Linked DNA regions of Gossypium hirsutum: region 2 is linked to region 1. A link is a contact called in public Hi-C data. All regions are on one chromosome and are shown on one strand. The core of a region is the stretch at or near the end of the contact, and the rest is flanking DNA. Distances in the headings are between cores, read along the strand shown.

Region 1 (3,409 bases), core at 494-2,993:
CTTGAGGCCCAAAACTACTGAAAAATGGGTTGTTATAGATAGCATGTGAGAGACCATATGGAATGGCTAAATGTGTGCCCTGGGGACTGATTGTGTTAAATGAGCTTATAAGCTCGAAAATGATAGAAATGTGATATGAAATGATGATCATAGCAAATGAATAATCATATGTGCTTATAAATGACAATGTGAATTGATGAAGTTGTATAAAATATAAATGAAAATGAGATTAAATATCTAATTGGTACATAAATGTATATGTAAGTAATTGAATTAGATATGTTACATCTTTGTTAATAGAATGGATGATATAAATGTTAGTTTCACTATCAAATGGAATGTTGTAGGAGAATGATATTTTTATATTGAATATGCAAATTGTTTTAATTGAATTGTTGCATATTTGGATTGAATTCTTATATTGATTATGCTCATGTTGTGACTTGAAATATGAAAATTACCACTGAGCGTAATTGCTCAGTGTACGATTTTTTTTCTCTATACGTAGGTATAGTAGATTCTAGATAGATTGAGCAGTTGATCTAGCATCTAGCTAGCGATCCACAACTCAGCAAAATTTTTAAAGTTCTCTTTTGATTAGTATATGATATGTACCTAGTGTTTAAGCAGGTTTTGTATCGAAATGGTTGAATTTAAATCTTGGTTGCTTGATGTTGTTTTGAAGTATCATTTTGGCATATTTTAGCTTGAATGTAGTTGGCATATTATTGTTTTTGTTGTAACTGAAATGTAAAGTATTATTATAGGTCTCTCAAACTTATACCATATTGATTTTTATGGAAACAGTATATTACGTCGCAACAAGAAGCAGCTCAAGATTCATGTTGCGACAATGTGTACTCGAGGTCATGATGAGACCTACTCAATATGTTGCGTCGTGACAAGGAATCCTCGACATCACAATGTCAACCTGAGATTTTGAAATATTTATGATTTGGTCCTAATTCAATCTTAGGTTAACATTAGAGCTTTCGTAAGCTTAAAGACTCAGAAAGGTTTGTAAATCACATTATATTCATGAATAGCTCGTAATTAAATGTGCATTGGTATAAATTGATTATATTTGATTGTAGTTGCTCTGGCAACGAATGTGACATATTGTAGTTCAGACCCGACGATTGGGTCAAGTATGAGGCGTTACACTATATATAATATTTTAGCTTCTACTTTTAAGTAAAGAGGATAGAATAAAATTTTAACATTTTAATAATATTCATAAAATTTAATTAAATTTAAAAGTATATTATAGAAAAAATAAAATTAAAAAAGTTTATAAAAAAAATAAGCAGAAAGGAGAAAGGCAAAAAGGCAAAAGTTAATCCTTGATAGGAAAATTTATTGTAAAATTTATTGTAAAATTTATATATGTTATCTGTTTTCTTTTCTTGCCATATGTTATCTTTTTGGTTCATGTAGAAGAAAACATGTTAGTAAAGAAATGCAAATGGTGCTTTCAAAATGAAGCTTATGAGAATCAACATCCATCTTCATAACCATAAACTAATTTAGTCAAAGCTTTATTATTATTATTTTATGTAATTTATTAAATGATTAAAAATTAAATAAATTATTTGTAAGTATTGATTAAAATATAAAATTAATTAGAAATCATTTGATTAAAAAATAATTTTAAAAAATAGAAACTTAAACCACTGATATTCCTAGTAAAAATAGAAGATATGGAATTAATATATATTAACCAGGCCATGGATGTGAGTCCATGTTTGCATCAGACATGGGCCTTTGTTGTCTCGAAACTGTTGGGTCCTTTACATTGCTCTCTAGTTTTCTTCGAACTGCAAACTAAACCGCGGAAGAGTGTTGCGGCAACTGCACTAGACTACTCTTGCTTCCATCACATTTCCTTTTCAACTGTTCTCATAGAAATACTATACCGAAGATATCGATGTGGTTGGCAGCGATTCAATGTGTGAATATATTTAAGAATAGCATTTGTTTGAAGACACCATTGAGGAGATATTTATGGGTTTCAAGCAAATCCTTAATGGACAGAGCCGCCAGTGAAGGGGAGTTAAGAGTGTTCATTGTTGCAGGAGAGGTTAGTGGAGATTCCATTGCCTGTCGTCTTATGGCTTCCTTAAACAAGATTTCCCCTCTTCCTATCCGCTTCTCGGGTGTAGGCGGGTATGCTTTTTAACTATATATCATTGCCTTTGTATTTTTAGCATTAGCTAGGTGAATTTTGAGTATGGGTTTGATTTATTTTTTCTGAAAAAGAGTAATAAAAATAAGTAAAAAGGAAAGGGCAGACGTGAAAGAACTCAGGAAAGCTATTTCCATTGTTTATATCATTTCTATCTGTTTCAGTAGATTAAAAAAAGGTGGCCCAGGGTTGGGGGGGGAGATTTATGTCCATATGTGTTGCAACTAGGCAACTTGGCAGAATCAATTTGATGTTAGTTATCTGAACTCTCATGGGGTTCTTTCTAAAGTGTTTTCTCTGTGTATATAAATAAGGTCCAGGATGTCCAATCAAGGCCTGAAATCCTTGTTCCCAATGGAGAATATTGCAGTAATGGGAATCTGGGAATTATTACCACACTTCTATAATTTCAGAGTGAGTAGTTTGGAACCAAGGTGATTGAACCTTTACCATAAAAGTTTGCACTACCAACAACTGTTGGTTAAGGCACATTGCAGTTCCAAGGGGAGAACTCAGGTTCGAATCTTGGAGACGACTTTGTTGGGAGGGGCAGCCATGAATCCTGAAAAGATTAGTCTTCGTGGACCATTAAATGAACCTGGAGGATTCCTTGAAAAAAAAAAAACTTTGCACTAAACTACTGATGGACCATTTGTATTTGCTGAAATGTCAGGTAAAATTGAAGGAAACTGTGGAGGCTGCATTACAGTTCCAGCCTCACGTGGTTGTGACAGTGGACTCGAAGGGATTTTCTTTTCGTCTACTTAAGCAGTTACGGGGTAATATCACCAATGTGTTGGAGTTAGGATCAATTTTTTGTGTATTTGCATATTGTCTGTGCGATATTATGTGCCGGAACATAAGGAATGTTTATTTTTTGCAGCTAGATACAATCAACAAAGGTTAGATAGACCAGTACACTTTCATTATGTAGCACCATCATTCTGGGCATGGAAAGGAGGTGAAGCAAGACTCAAAGGGCTATCTAAATTTGTGGATCATGTGTTCTGTATACTTCCCAATGAGGAAGTAGGTTGTAAATTAAATGGATTGAATGCAACTTTTGTTGGTCACCCCATTCTGGAAGATGTTTTAGAACTGAACATGGTATGAATTCACATTCTGCTGTCCTGGTATATATTGGTATCATTTTATCTTCTTGTATAAATTGTTACAGTATGGGATTGTTCTGTTTCCTAAAACTTAATAGGGAGTTCAAGTTTC
Region 2 (3,383 bases), core at 879-3,378, 160 kb after region 1:
TTGATCCTAGCCATACTACTCTTGCCAAATCACAATATAGAAAAAAACGTTCATAATATTTTGTATGTTTTCCACAAAAACTACATGCCATATCAAACCCATTAGTTCTCTTCCCTAGTTCCTCTTTGCAAGGCAATGCTTTCACATAAATCTTGTACAATAATTAACTGATCTTATAACGAATCCTTAATTTCCATAATTTCCTCCAATCAGTAGCTGTACACTCCCTTATAATATTATCTTTATCCCCTGCCATAACGTTATGATCTAAGCATTTATATCCTGATTTGACTGAGTACTCTCTATTATTGTTGAGAGCCTACACCCTTTTATCCATTCCACCAAAAATAGATAATGATCTTGATCTAAATGTATTTACAATCACTTGACCATATAACCTCACTAATCTATTCTCATCCCATTCCTCACTCTTGTTTGCAATCAACTCAGTCAAATTAACGTAATTGTTCAAACCAATGACTACAATATCATCTTTTTCATGTATATGTCCACTTGAAATGATCAACTAATTTCCACTTCTTATTTTCCAGTCTATCCCTTGTTTACACAAATCTCTACCATGAAGAATGTCTTTTCAAACCCAGGAGTCAAAACTTTTACTTGTACCATTATCATACCCAATTGTTGAACAATACTTCTTATGCATAGTATTATGAACTAGTCAATTGTCTCCATTATAAATTCTCCAGGCCGATTTAGTTAGAAGAGTTTGATTCATTAATCTAGTTTTTCAAATACTAAATCCCCCTTTAAATTTTAGCTTCCATAGCCAATCCCAGCTTTTCATATGAATCTTTCTTTTGTCAAACTCATTGTTCCTGTGAAAGCTTTATATAATTTTATCATTCTAATAAGATACTTTGACTGGAGCTTTAAAACATGAGAGATAATATAAAGGTAAATTAGTTAATATGAATTTTATGAGAGTGAGATTTCCTCTTACTGATAAAAGATTAGCTTTCTAACCTTAAAACCTGCTTTATGATCTATCCATAAAAGGTTAGAAAAATACTAACTCTTAGACTTCATTTTATAAAGTGGGAAACCAAGTACTTATCTTTTATTTGAAATTTAAAAAAAAAATTAAATATGATTCATGGTTAAAATATCGTTATATATTGTTTAAATGTTTTTTTCTAATCTAAATGTATCAAATGCTATTATAAATATAAAATTCTTTTTTAGATAATCTTAATAGATCATATTTGTTTTTCTAAATAAATAAAAAAATAATATATTTCAACACATTTAAATTTATATATTTTTACAATGATAATAATACTTATATTAATCAAATTAAAATTTGACAGACAAGGGTTGGTGTAGAGGTGATCATGGGCCGGGTCGGGCCGGGCCCATACAAAATTTTAGGCTCGTCTACTAGGCCCGGGCCCGGCCCGGCCCGAAATATGGGCCTAAAATTTTGCCCAAGCCCGGCTTGAAATAAAATTACTAAGCCCGAGCCCTGGCCCGACCCAGTCCATATTAATTTTTTTTATTTCATTAAATAAAAAAATTTAAAAATATAATAAATCAAATATATTTAAAAACATAAAAACAAATATTAAAATAAATAAAAATAATACTAAAACAATTCTTAAAACAATACACAAATTAATAATATAATAAAAATGGTTATATTAAAAATTTAAAATAATTAAAAATAAAATAAAAAATATATATTAATATATAATTCGGGCCGGGCCGGGCCGGGGCCGAAAAACTCTTACCCGAGGCCCGGTCCGTTTTCTAAACGGGCCTCGTTTTTTTGCTAAGCCCATTTTTTGGGCCTATATTTTTACCCAAACCCTCTCATTTTTTGGGCAAGCCTTCGGGCCGGGCCGGGCCGCCCAGCCCATGATCAGCTCTAGGTTGGTGATATGTTATAAAAAAACAGACGAAATTATAGCAAAATTTTTAAAGTTGTCCATTTCATGGTTATTATTATTATTTTTTGGTCAGACTCGTTTTCATTCGTTTACAAAAGATACGATCTCAGTGTTCCAGATACTTCCCAATTGCGAAACGCCAGCAAATGCGTAAGGAAGACCCAAGACAGCCGCGCATATTAGCTTAACACGTGTTAAAATGTATGTACCGCCTCTTATCCTAAGCTACCCGTTCCTCCTATATATATAAGTAAATTAAAACCCCGACTACTCCGTAATTTTGCTGTATATTTATTTATTTTTGCCCCTTTATGTTAATTGCTCCTCAGGAAGAATATTCCCTCCCCTGTAAGAGAAAATACCCATCAATTCCTCAGGTAAAAACAAAATTCCATCAATTTTCTCAATCTGGCTCTTTTTTCTCATCCTTATTTCTTCATTTTAAACCTTAATTTGCATGTAAAAATTTGTTCAATTCTGCTATAAATTGAGTTTTTTTTTCAATTTAAATAGCGATCTGGGTGCCGAAATTTAGTTGTTAAATTGACAACCTTTATTCAACAAACTTCAATTTTGAAGTCAGATATTTGTTTGGGAATTTTAAAAAAGGAAAAAGATTGTGTTTGTGATTGTGATTGTGATCATGAAAATCTTTTGCTTTAGAAAGTGATTAAAAGTTTTTCTTTTTCTCTTTTTTATTTAATGTTATAGTGCAACACAGAAGAGGGAGAAAATATGGTGAATGTGACTGTTATATGGAGAGGAAACAAGTATATGGTGGAAATGGATTCTGGTGCAAATCTCAAGGAGCTAGGCGATGAGCTGCAGAAGTTGACTGATGTTAAGTCGGATACTATGCGCCTTATTGTTCCCCAATTGTCGGGCAAAGGCTCGCGAATGCTTCACCCTTTCTCAGATGAGCATTCATGCTTAAGTTTGCAAGAGGCTTCAGTTTTCATGGTAGTGTATATATCCATTACAAGGTTTATTGTTTAATGCTAAGTACAATAAGCTTCCTTTCACCCAAACGAGAGGCAATTGGTGAATATGCTAATAGTCTAATCCCTATGAGTCACAATTTATGTTCAGTTGACAATTGGATTTTGAGTTTCAAAAGCCTGAGCATGTCTTTTCAGTTAGAAAGCAACTTGTTTGTGTTGTTTTGTTCATATTTCTTAGCCTCGGGCGTAATTGTCTTTGGTTGAAATTTTTCACAAGAATGGTTTGGAGGATTATTGCTAAAGAGGTTGAAGTAATTAACAGGAAGTGATATATGGGCATGTTTAACTGGATTTTTCACACTTGTTTAACATTCTATGCCAACTTATGGTACTTTGTTTCATCTAATGTCAGGGAAAATCTGTCAGGATGATGGGGGTATCAGAGGATGAAGTTGACCGAGTTATACAAAACTCGAAGGTAGACATGAGAATAATTGGATTCAGTGAAGAGGAAAGGAGACTGAGGCAGCGA

What was found. A called contact is a pair of places that touch in the nucleus more often than the background predicts.
Region 2: a Hi-C map of leaf shows a contact between it and region 1, with 2.2 times the contacts expected there. The contact joins the promoter of LOC107955727 here to the promoter of LOC121231802 in region 1. A contact is called at or near these places in 3 of 34 Hi-C or Micro-C datasets (leaf and seedling).

Annotation. Positions count from the first base shown.
Region 1 is chrA07:89,522,152-89,525,560 of Gossypium_hirsutum_v2.1, forward strand. It overlaps LOC121231802 (probable lipid-A-disaccharide synthase, mitochondrial), which reads left to right and starts at 1,744. Exons shown (of 8, transcript XM_041116554.1): 1 at 1,744-2,166; 2 at 2,500-2,599; 3 at 2,859-2,964; 4 at 3,069-3,292. The coding sequence starts at 1,928.
Region 2 is chrA07:89,685,627-89,689,009 of Gossypium_hirsutum_v2.1, forward strand. LOC107955727 reads left to right here and starts at 2,129. Exons shown (of 11, transcript XM_016891535.2): 1 at 2,129-2,287; 2 at 2,622-2,870; 3 at 3,264-3,383. The coding sequence starts at 2,222.